Regions from separate parts of the Mus musculus genome. Here region 2 is linked to region 1. The links are chromatin contacts, called in public Micro-C maps. All regions are on one chromosome and are shown on one strand. Each heading gives the region's core, a stretch centred on a gene start, on an enhancer-like site or on the middle of the called end of the contact. The rest is flanking DNA. Distances are from core to core; before and after follow the strand shown. Region 1 has its middle 16 kb from the start of Pgf. Region 2 overlaps Nek9 (NIMA (never in mitosis gene a)-related expressed kinase 9).

What was found. A called contact is a pair of places that touch in the nucleus more often than the background predicts.
Region 2: a contact with region 1 is called in a Micro-C map of the HL-1 cell line, with 1.7 times the contacts expected there. The contact joins two enhancer-like sites. A contact is called at or near these places in 4 of 39 promoter capture datasets (embryonic stem cells, neutrophils and trophoblast stem cells), 5 of 484 Hi-C or Micro-C datasets (the HL-1 cell line, bone marrow-derived macrophages, embryonic fibroblasts and 2 more), 6 of 115 datasets of contacts at active chromatin or transcription factors (the 230-238 cell line, bone marrow-derived macrophages, double positive thymocytes and 3 more) and 4 of 9 other capture datasets (adipose tissue, embryonic stem cells, liver and 1 more).

The regions. Positions count from the first base shown.
Region 1 is chr12:85,190,463-85,195,721 of GRCm38.p6, reverse strand. No RefSeq gene overlaps it. Among named protein-coding and RNA genes, the nearest start is that of Pgf, 16 kb to the right of the region's middle. Within about 2 kb of position 2,866, at least 155 of the 459 cell types and tissues checked have an H3K27ac peak or open chromatin away from gene starts, as enhancers often do. A contact at or near this core is called in the HL-1 cell line, adipose tissue, bone marrow-derived macrophages and 2 more, where this site is marked.
Region 2 is chr12:85,302,603-85,307,861 of GRCm38.p6, reverse strand. It overlaps Nek9 (NIMA (never in mitosis gene a)-related expressed kinase 9), which reads left to right. Exons shown (of 22, transcript NM_145138.2): 19 at 1,496-1,725; 20 at 2,238-2,399; 21 at 4,189-4,395. Among named protein-coding and RNA genes, the nearest start is that of Zc2hc1c, 17 kb to the right of the region's middle. Within about 2 kb of position 2,166, at least 107 of the 459 cell types and tissues checked have an H3K27ac peak or open chromatin away from gene starts, as enhancers often do. A contact at or near this core is called in the HL-1 cell line, adipose tissue, bone marrow-derived macrophages and 2 more, where this site is marked.

The DNA.
Region 1 (5,259 bases), core at 1,617-4,116:
TGAAGAACATCAAAGGACTTTTTGCAATGGGAGCCTGGGGCATTCTGGAGCAATGGTGTCAGGATCCAAGCGGCTCTTTGGGAGGTTTCGGTCACCCGGAGCCTGCCCTATGCTTTGGGCCAAGGGATCCCAGATTAGGCCGCAGAGAGAAGGGAGCGTGAGGGGAGACTAAGAGGCTGGGCTGGAGTAATGCAGGGAAGGACAGCTTCCCTCTTGAGAATGGCCTCAGAGATGGAGCAGAGGTGTCTAGGCAGGAAGGGACAGGAAGGGTGACCCAAACTGAACCTGGCAGCTGCATGGCTGGGGGGGGGGCAACAATGTTACTCATTTGTGTATGCCCCAGGAGCCAAGCACAGGTTGTCCTGAGGAGCTGAACACTGCGTCTGTGCCAGAACTGTGGAGTCCAGGCAGCTATGACAAAGTCCCCAGAGACAAATGAGAAAGAGGCTACAAACTGTGCCTGATACTACCCCAGGCCCCATCGGCCTGGCCACAGGGAAGGCCACGCTGTCTTCCTAAGTGAAAGCCATCAGCAGGACACAGGATCGAGGGGTGTTCCAAGACCGTGAAAACCCATTCAGATCTCAGAGGCAACAGACATGTGTTTCCTCATCCAGACAGAGAACAGGTAGAGGTGCCCGGGTCAACCTGCCTCTGACCCTTTGACAACTCCTCCCTGGGAAACTTCCACCAGAGCCAGTCCACCCATCCCTGACCTCATCACCCCGCTGGAACTGAGCAGCCCTGTGGTGGCCCCATCTCCAGCCCCCATTTCTTTGGAGCGGGAAACACAACATCCCAGCTGTCTGTCCCGAATCCACCTGGAGGCTGGCCAGCTTGGCTAGAATCCAACTTAGTTAGGCCAGACCCAGGAGACTTTGCCGGGAAGAGCAAGAACTGAAAGAAAGCAGTGGGCCAAACAGGGCCCCTTTCTGAGGCTTGGTCTATGAGATTGCTCCTGGCACATTCATGGGCTTACCCATCACTACACAGTTTCTGAGCTCCTGGCACTCTTTCTGGGATGTGCTAAAGAGATGCATGCTACCATGACAGCTGGTGGCTGACTTCATCCTGATTGCAAAAGGTCTTGGAGGCCTGGCTTGGAGCCCTACAAGGGACAGGAGGGACTCTGGTTAGGAACCCAGAGGATGAATGGTTGTGCCGACTAGAGATGCAGCGTGCCCCAACTCTAAGAGCAACTCTTCCTTTCTCCTACTCTCCAGAGAAGCCAACAGCTTGCCTCAGCAACAGCTGCTGTTACAGACCTAGGGCTGCCCAGCCTGATGGCGGAAGGCAAGGAGGGGCCCAGGGCTGCCTCATTCTCTGTAGGCAGGCCCCTACTTCAGCCACCAACCCTAAAAAAAGTGGTTGTCTCTTTTACACTCAGCTTCTCCTTCGTCCCTTTCAGCTCACAGCCGGGAGATGCGATCCTCCTTTCTGTGTGGTAACTTGGTTTCCCCAACAAGAAATACCTCCAGAAAGTCCAATGACAAGGAACTTGCCACACTTCATACCCATGTCCTCTTGGTCCCTAGGGGAACCTGAAACACACACCAAATGAAATTAGAGTGGGGGTGGCAAAGAGCCAGGCAGAGACACACATCTTAGGGGTTGTCCCTGAGGATGTCTGGCCACCCAGAAAAGGACGTGAGACAGAAACCCATGGCCAGGGACTCCTGCTGGACCGCACAGGCAGCTTGCGGGTCTCACGTGGAAGATGGGAGGCTAAGAGCAGAGTCTACAGAGGACACTGGGCCTTCCTTTTGCCCACTGAGCTTTGAAAGGGTCACCCGGTGAGATAGGAGCCGTTAAGAATGTGAGCACTGGCATCAAATACTGAGGTTGAGTCTGTCTGACTTAGAGCAAGTGCTTTCCTTCGCCGATCTATGCCTCTTCTCATCTAGTAATGAGCTGCTATTGTACCTACTAATCTCGCTCGTGCCCCATTGTCTGTGTGTGTGTATGTGCACAGGTGGAGGGACACATAACATATGTGCATGTGGTATAGCTTCAGGAATGAATGCCAAGCACCGTGTGTATGCCCGAGGACTCCAGAAGGCATCAGATCCCTTGGAGCTGGAGTTCCAAGTAGTTGGATGCTTTCCAGCATGGGTGCAAGGAACTAAACTCGGGTCCTCTGGAAGAGCAATGAGTAGTCCTAACTGCTGACATACCTCTTCAGCCACCCCATCTTATTTTCTGAGATGAGTTCTTCCATTGAATCCGGAGCTCACCAGTTCAGCGAGACTGACCGGCCAGCAAACCCCAGGAATTGGCCTGTCTTCTCTGGGGCTGAGATCGCAGGTAGGCACTGCCATGCCCTGATTTTTCACTTGAGTTTAGAGGCTCCAACTCGGGCCTTCCAGTCTTCACGGCGAGCACTTTAGTGAAGGAACCACCTGCTCAGCTTTGATCTACTGTGTAAAGGGCTTGCCAGCAGAGACCCTCGCATCTTTAGGTTGTCACCTCCAGGTTGGCACATTCTCTGAGCTATTATTTTCTTGTTTGCCAGAGAGAGAACACAGAGTTCGAGTGATCAAGTTAGACAATGGAAGGCCCATGATGTAGGATACGGTCGATTTCAGGCCTGCCCACTCCATGAGCCTCTCCAGGCTTTGTTGCCTGGAACTGGGAACCAGACTCACCCTGCTCACTCAGCTGAGCAACAGGTGGCAGGGTCGGTGGGGCACAGGTGCAGCTTTGCAGGAGATGGGGGAAGGGTGTGACCCCCCTCCCGTTTCCTCCCGTTTTCCTCCCGATGCTGCTTCCCCCAGCTGTGTGGCAGGGAGGAGGGGACAGGGAGCAAACACAGCCACGTGCAGTTAGAGGGCTGAGTAAGCGCCTCACTTCCTCTTGCCTCGTCCCCCCCTCCCATAACTGTGGCTAGTGGGTGATTCACAAAGCTTCTTGGGGCAGGCCTCTGAAAAGCACAGGGCCACTTCCCTGAATTGTCCTGGCTGCCTGCTCCGCCCGCCCCCTCCCGGCACACCTGGCTGGCCTGCTTGCTGGTCTGGTGAACCACAGGGTGCCCTGCCTGGGTGGCGGCAGACCCCCAGACCTTGCCAAACCGGGAGGTGTGGCCTTGGCTGGGTACTGGTGTTGGAGCCTGGACTCTGCACGAGGCTCAGTCTGCGTTTTGGCTCTCGCTCACTGTGCTTCAGCCAGACGGCAACACTAATGTCGTCTATCTGTCAGACTCTGTACCAAGGCTGGGCGTGGCTCTCTTCCCTGGCAGCATCTCTCGCTCTCTTGGTGGGCTTGCAGTGGACGAGTAGCCAGGCGCGATGGAATGGCTAGTGATCACACAGAGAAATGTCAGCCTGATGAGTCAAGACCCAGCACTAGAGAGTTGGTGGGCCAGCACCAGCTCTGAGGTAAAGCTTTCGTGCATCTGCTGGCTAAAAGATACAAGATTACCAGGGCCTGGCAGTGTGGAAAGTTCCAGAAAGGTAAACTGAGCCCCTTTTCCACAACAGCACTAGAACAGAAGGGTCTTAGGGCCTCTGCATGTGTTGGGTAAACACTCTATCACCTGAACTATATCCCTATCCACCCCACCCCCTTCAAAACTTTAAGACTTTTTACTCAAAAAGCCCACTTTAAGAATTTAAAGGGGAGCTCTGTTGGCACGATGAATACCTAACAATGTGTGTGCAAGGCTTATGCTGAGCTCAAGCATAAAACTGAGTGTGGTGCTACGTGCTTGTAATTACATCACTCAGGATACAGAAGCAGGAGGATCAGAGGTTCAAGCCAGCCTGGGCTACATGAGACCCTGTCCTGAAAAGAAAATAAACAAACAGAATTTAAGGGACACAGGCCGCACACAGCATTGACAAGAAATGAGAGAACGACGGACGAGACCTGAATACCCAGCTGTGGGAAAGACTTGGACAGGTACATTTTCATCATAGAACACATCCTTCCTGAGTATGTAGCCATGAAAACAAAATAGTGACACACGCCGACGTTAATGTGTACAAGAACTGCCCAAGAATCTTAGTAAAGTTCAGATTCTGATTCAACAGGCCTGTGAGGCATGTGTGTGTGTGTTACATGTATGTGAGTGTGTATATCAGTTTGTGTGTATGTATCTGTGTGTGTTATATGTGTGAGTGTATATATCAGTATGTGTGTATATCAGTTTGTGTGTGTGTGTCTCTGTGTGTTATATGTATGTGTATATATCAGTTTGTGTGTGTGTATGTTATATATGTGTGAGTGTGCATATCAGTTTGTGTATCTGTGTGTGTTATATGTATGTGTGTATATCAGTTTGTGTGTGTGTATGTGTGTATGTTATATATGTGTGAGTGTGCATATCAGTTTGTGTATCTGTGTGTGTTATATGTATGTGTGTATATCAGTTTGTGTGTGTGTATGTATGTATGTTATATATGTGTGAGTGTGTATATCAGTATGTGTGTGCTATCTGTGTGTGTGAGGTGAGGAGAGACCACAGGAGGACTTTGCTTGGCTTGCTTTATCCCCATGAGTTAGGGCTTCTCACAAACCTGGAACGAGGCTGCTGGCTGGAAAGCCCTTCTGTTTCTGACCCTCACAGTGAGGTAGTTACAGGCCCATGTGTGGCCTGATTCTTTTTTTAAAAAATGTTTTAACTTAATAATTTATTTATTTTCATTTTTATGTGTATGAGTGCTTGCCTGCATTATGTATATACATTGTGTGTAAAGTCCGACCAGAAAAGGGAGTCAGATCTCTTGGAACTGGAGTGCTAAACGGTTGTGAGCCACCATGTGGATGCTGCAAACAGAACCTGGGTCCTCTGCAAGAGCGGCAAGTGCTCCTAACCAAGGCTTTGACCCCTCCAGCCATTCTCTGATCCGCCTTCACTGCTTATAAGGACAGTCCAAAACCATGCTGTTGGTTTGCTTGTGTTTATTTATGTTATATGTGTGAGTGTTGTGTAGCACATGTGTGCCTGGTACGCACAGAGACCAGAAGAGGGTGCCAGGTCCTCTGGAACTGGAGGTACAAACAGCTGTGAGCCACCATGTGGGCACTGGGAACTGAACCTGGGTCTTCTGCAAGAGCGACAACTGCCCTTGACTACTGAGCCATCCCTCAGCTCCCTTTTGGCTTTTTCTTTTTCATTTTTCTTTTCTTTCCTCTTCCTCCACCACCACTTTCCCCTCTTCCTCCTCCTTTCTGTGTGAGTTAATGCTCGTGAGTTTATCTTCTTCATAACGCAGTCACTTAGAACTGATCGCCTGGCTGAGTCTCTGCCTCTTTTCTCCC
Region 2 (5,259 bases), core at 917-3,416, 110 kb before region 1:
GTTGAGGTTTTGGCATTGTTATCAGGGTGACTTCATCTTCTTGCCTGCATCACATACTTGTGATACAGTTAAGAGACTTGTTCCACATTGTAATGGGACATTTGTATTCCTTACCATCCCATGAGCCTTTACTTCCATAGTATTCCAGGCAGTCTAGTCTTTCTATAGCACTTGGGAGGCAGAAGCAAGTGGATTTCTGTGAGTTTGAGGTCAGATGGTGCATAGTAAGACCCTGTCTTCAAAAACCAAACAAAATTTACCTTCAAAATAGGCCCTCTGAAGGAAAAGTCAGTTACTAGCTTTCAACTTAGGAAAATCAGCCTAAACCCTCTGGTAGCTTTCCACCTGTGAGAAGTCATGGATGTGCCATTATTTCAGAATCCATCTTCTTATTTTGGGGAGACTTAAGGGGTGCTTGGCTCAATGCTGAACAACTTTTTACATAAGACAAATACTAGTGGAGGACACTTCAATGTATTTACCTGCCAGAGATGCACTAAGATTTAGAAAATAGACATGAATTCTGGTGATTGTAACACATACCTTTATGTAAGCCTGGCATGGTGGCACATGCTTATCATCCTAGCACTAAGAAGTAGAAATAAGTGCAGTAGTAAGGTCAGAGGTTCAAGGCCAGCCTGGGTGGCATGAGGATCCTTCCTGTCTCAAGAATTAAAATTTGTAAACTGGGTGTTGGTGGCGCACACCTTTGATCCCAGCACTTGGAAGGCAGAGGCAGGCGGATTTCTGAGTTCCAGAGGCCAGCCGGATCTTCAGAGCAAGTCCCAGTACAGCTAGGGCTACACAAAGAAACTTTGTCTCAAAAAGCCAAAATAAGGAGAGAGAGAGAGAGAGAGAGAGAGAGAGAGAGAGAGAGAGAGAGAGAGAGAGAAGAGAGAGAGAAGAGGAAGAAAAAATGTAGGCCCATAAGATGGCTCATGATGAAAGGCTTATACTGCCATCATGACAATTTGAGTTCAGTCCTGGGACTCACGTGATAGAAAAAGAGAATTAACCTTTACAGTACAGTGTATACACACATGCCCACATCCACACACATAATAAATCAATGTGATAACTTAAAAATACTGTGGAGCTGGAAAAACAATCCAGCAGTTAAGAGTGCCTGTTGCTTTTACAGAGAACTGGGGTTTGGTTCCTAGCACTCAAATGACTGCTGACAACCATCTGTAACTCCAGTTGCAGAGGATCTGACACCTTCTTCTGGCCTCCAAGGGCAATGCATGTGCATGGTACCAGACATACATGCAGCTGAAACCACCCATACCCATAAAATTTTTTTTAAAAAATCTTTTTAGAATAATTTTTACAAATTCAAATGCTATCTATGTAAAAACAATTTAGTCTCAAATATTTGTTTGAACGTTCCACTTTGTGCAATTCTAGGACCTTCTGTGGGGGTGAATGAGGTGTCAGATGCTAAATCTCTGTGGCCTAACGAAGCTCTTTCTTTCCTATGCTACACATCTACCAGTGGTTCAGAGCTCCAGCCCAGGAGGTGGCATTGGTGGTGGTGGTGGTGGTGGCGGCGGCGGCGGGGGTGAAGAGGAAGACAGTCAACAGGAATCTGAAACTCCAGATCCAAGCGGAGGCTTCCGAGGAACAATGGAAGCAGACCGTGGGATGGAAGGCTTAATCAGTCCCACGGAGGCCGTGGGAAACAGCTGTGGGGCTAGCAGCTCCTGTCCTGGCTGGCTTCGGAAGGTAATGCCCTCAGAACAGATGCTTCAGATAAGCCTGTGACAGGAGCTAGTGAGGGCTGCCAAGGTCTCAGTTTCTAGTGCCCTACTAATTGAGACAGGAGTCAAGGCTTCACTTTCCCACCCGTGAAGACATCTGTGTTTTGTTTTAAAACGGGGTCTCAGTTTGTAGTCCTGGCAGGCTTAGAACTCAAAGAGTTCCACTTGTCTCTGTTTCCCAAGTGCTGGGACTAAAGGCAGCCTGGAAGGAGGCCTCAGTGCCTTGCCGTCAAGCTTCCTGACCAGCAGACAGTGTGTGTAGAATTGTGTTGGGAAATGAACCAGATACAACTTGCTGAACTTGAGCTAGCATCGCTGAAGTTTGGTTCCAGGTTAGGCAATATATGTGGTCAGCCACCATTCTGTACCACTAGAGGGCGCTGCTGTCACAGCAGCGTGAAAGTGAAAGCTACAAAGACCGTGGGAGAAAGGAACTTGCTGCAGCCAAACTGGTGAGATTCTTTCTTGTCTGCCTAGGAGCTGGAAAACGCAGAGTTCATTCCCATGCCTGACAGCCCCGCTCCCTTAAGTGCGGCGTTTTCACAGTCTGAGAAGGACACGCTGCCCTATGAAGAGCTGCAGGGACTCAAGGTCGCATCTGAAGTTCCTCCGGAGCCCCAGCGTGCAGCAGGAGCCTGGGTAACTGACAGTGGCTGTTTGTGCCTGGGCTCTCCTGGCTTCATCATGTCCTCTCACTTTCGGGGCCAGTGCTGCACTGTCCTGGCAGTTGCCGCTCTGCCTTCCAGCACAAGAGGGTCATTTCTTCCTTTCTTCCTCAGGAGTACTAAGCTGAACCATGAATTTCCAAATGGTCTTTTTGTTGTGACGGTTTGTTTCTTTATGGGGCAGGTTCTGTAGCCCAGCCAAGGATGGAGGATGACCTTTAACCTCTGTTACTCCTGCCTCTATCTCCCTCCCAGATGATGATATAGACATGTGCCACACACCCAGTTATGCAGTGTGGGGTCCAGCCCAGGGTTCTCTACATGCTAAGCAAACTCTTCACAGATAGCCACGTTCCTAGGCTCCAAACTCAGTTTTAATGGCACCATGAGTGTTAGCTGAGCTGTATGTAAGAAGCAATGCCTGGAGTCTGCTGAAAGAACAGCATACAGCCAGCCTGGGTAGAAGTGAAACTGTAAATCAGTTCTAAACCAGAGGGCACCACAGATCTAGAGAAGCCACGGCATCGTCACATGACTTTGTGGGCTGTTTAACCCTTTGCAGCTACAGCTCTGACGTCATAGCACAAAGCAGTCACAGATGCAGATTGAGTGTCTCTTGCCCAGATGAGTGGGACCCAGAAGTCTTTCAATCTCACATTTTGGTGTATTTTGGAATATCTGTATATACATAATGCTGTGTAAACATAGCTTAAAGGCCATTTTGTGGTTGGAGGTTATTTTGTGTCATATTTTAATATACCTATTCTGGACTGCAGGCCGTCTATCTCAGGAGCTTAGGTGTGATATTTCCCTCATGGTATCGTGTCAGTGCTCACACAGTGTTGGACTTAGGAGCAAGTAGGCTTTTCAGGCTAGCGGTGTTCAGCCTGTGATACAGAATGGATGAGTCCCCAGCTAGCATTTGCTAACCTGCTATTCATCTCATTTTTATTTAATTATTATTTTGCTTTTGAGGCAGGGTTTCTCTGTGTGACTCTGGCTTCCCTGGAACTCACTCTGTACACAAGGCTGGCCTCAGACTCACAGAGATTCGTCGGCCTCTGCCTCCCAAGTGCTGGGATGAAAGTGTGCATTCCACACCTGGCTCTGACCTGCTAATTTTAAAAGTGTATATGGGAGAAAAATCCCAACTAGAATAACTGAAAGCCTTCCCAGGAGAGTGGCAACAAAGCCCTTAAAACCTGAGAGTAAACCTTTCCCCTCCTGGGTTGGCCTTCTTAAATTGTCTTGTCAGTGTTCTTCACAAACTCTTCTCGAATCTCTGACACAGTGTGACCAACTACATTTTATGAACCTCACTCACTTGATCAGAACTTCACTTCAGCACTTCAGCACTTTAAAGTAGAACATATTAAAGTAAGAATTGCCGGGCATGGTGGCACATGCCTTTAATCCCAGCACTCGGGAGGCAGAGGCAGGTGGATTTCTGAGTTCATGGCCAGCCTGGTCTACAGAGTGAGTTCCAGGACAGCCAGGGCTATACAGAGAAACCCTGTCTCAAAAAACAAAAACAAAAACCAAGAAAGTAAGAGTTTTGTAAAATCCTCCCAAATAGATGATTCTGCAGCAGCACTAAACACTGTCCTGTTAGTACCAAGTGCCACTGGAATCCAGGCTTTTTTTTTTTTTCCTTCATTTGCACCTGTTTTTGCGTATTTTTGTATTATCTTGCTGGTTAACGGAAACTGTTTGTACTGGGGAGCCATGGCAGATCCTGTGCATTATCTCCTCCTTGTCCCTAGCCCCCTCGGCTGGATCCTGCAGTGCCGTGTGTTGGGAAAGCCCTGACCTCTGCTGCTTGTGCGTGCAGTGCTCTGCAGGTGGAGGTTGACAGGTTGCAGGCTCTGGTGTTAAAGTGTCTGGAAGAACAGCAGAAGCTCCAGCAAGAAAACCTCCAGATGTTTACCCAACTACAAAAGCTCAACAAGAAATTGGAAGGAGGCCAGCAGGTGAGAACATCCATTAAAAGAGTAATTGAATTCTAAATCTGCTTTGAAAGGTCACAGAAACAAGCTGCAAAGTAAAAGTAGACTTAGCTCTTTGTGACTCCCTGTCTCTCAATGATGGGACTTTGAACTTGATTCCAGGAGCCCTTGGACCTATCTAGCTTATTATAACACCTAACTTCTATTGGTTTTTTTTGTTACTAATTGTTTGGCTTTTCTATTTTTATTGTGAAAATGTTTAAACATTATAACAAACACCCATATGCCTACCATATAGGCTCAGTAATAGTAATAACAAATTACTTCTTTTGGTAGGTATGTATACATTCTTTTTTTTTTTTTTTTTTTTTTTTTTGGTTGGATGGTTTGTTTTGTTTTGTTTTGAGACAGGGTTTTCTGTGTTTCTGGCCTTCCTGGAACTCTCTGAGTAGACCAGTCTGGGCTTGAACTTGGGAGATCCTCCTGCCTCTGCCTCCTGAGTGCTGGAATTAAAGGCGTGCACCACTACTACCTGAGTACATTCTTATTCTAACCATTTTATTTGTATATTTGTGCAATACTGGGGATTGAATCCAATATCTTACACATGGTAGGCAAATGCTTGATACTGAACTACATCCCTAGCCCTTGATGAACCATTTTAAAGTAGATTCTAAAAAATGGCTTAAGGTTGGGGCTCAGCTTAAGGCTCAGCTAAGAAAAGCACTTGCCATATAAACCTGACAGTCTGAGTTCAGTCCCCAGAGCCCACAGTGGTGGGGAAGAGTTCCCTCCCTCCCAGCAGATGTCCTTCTGCCTGCACTCAGTGGCATGAGCACACACGTGCTCTTTCTGAAAACTAGAAAGTAGAATTCCTGCTTTCCTGGG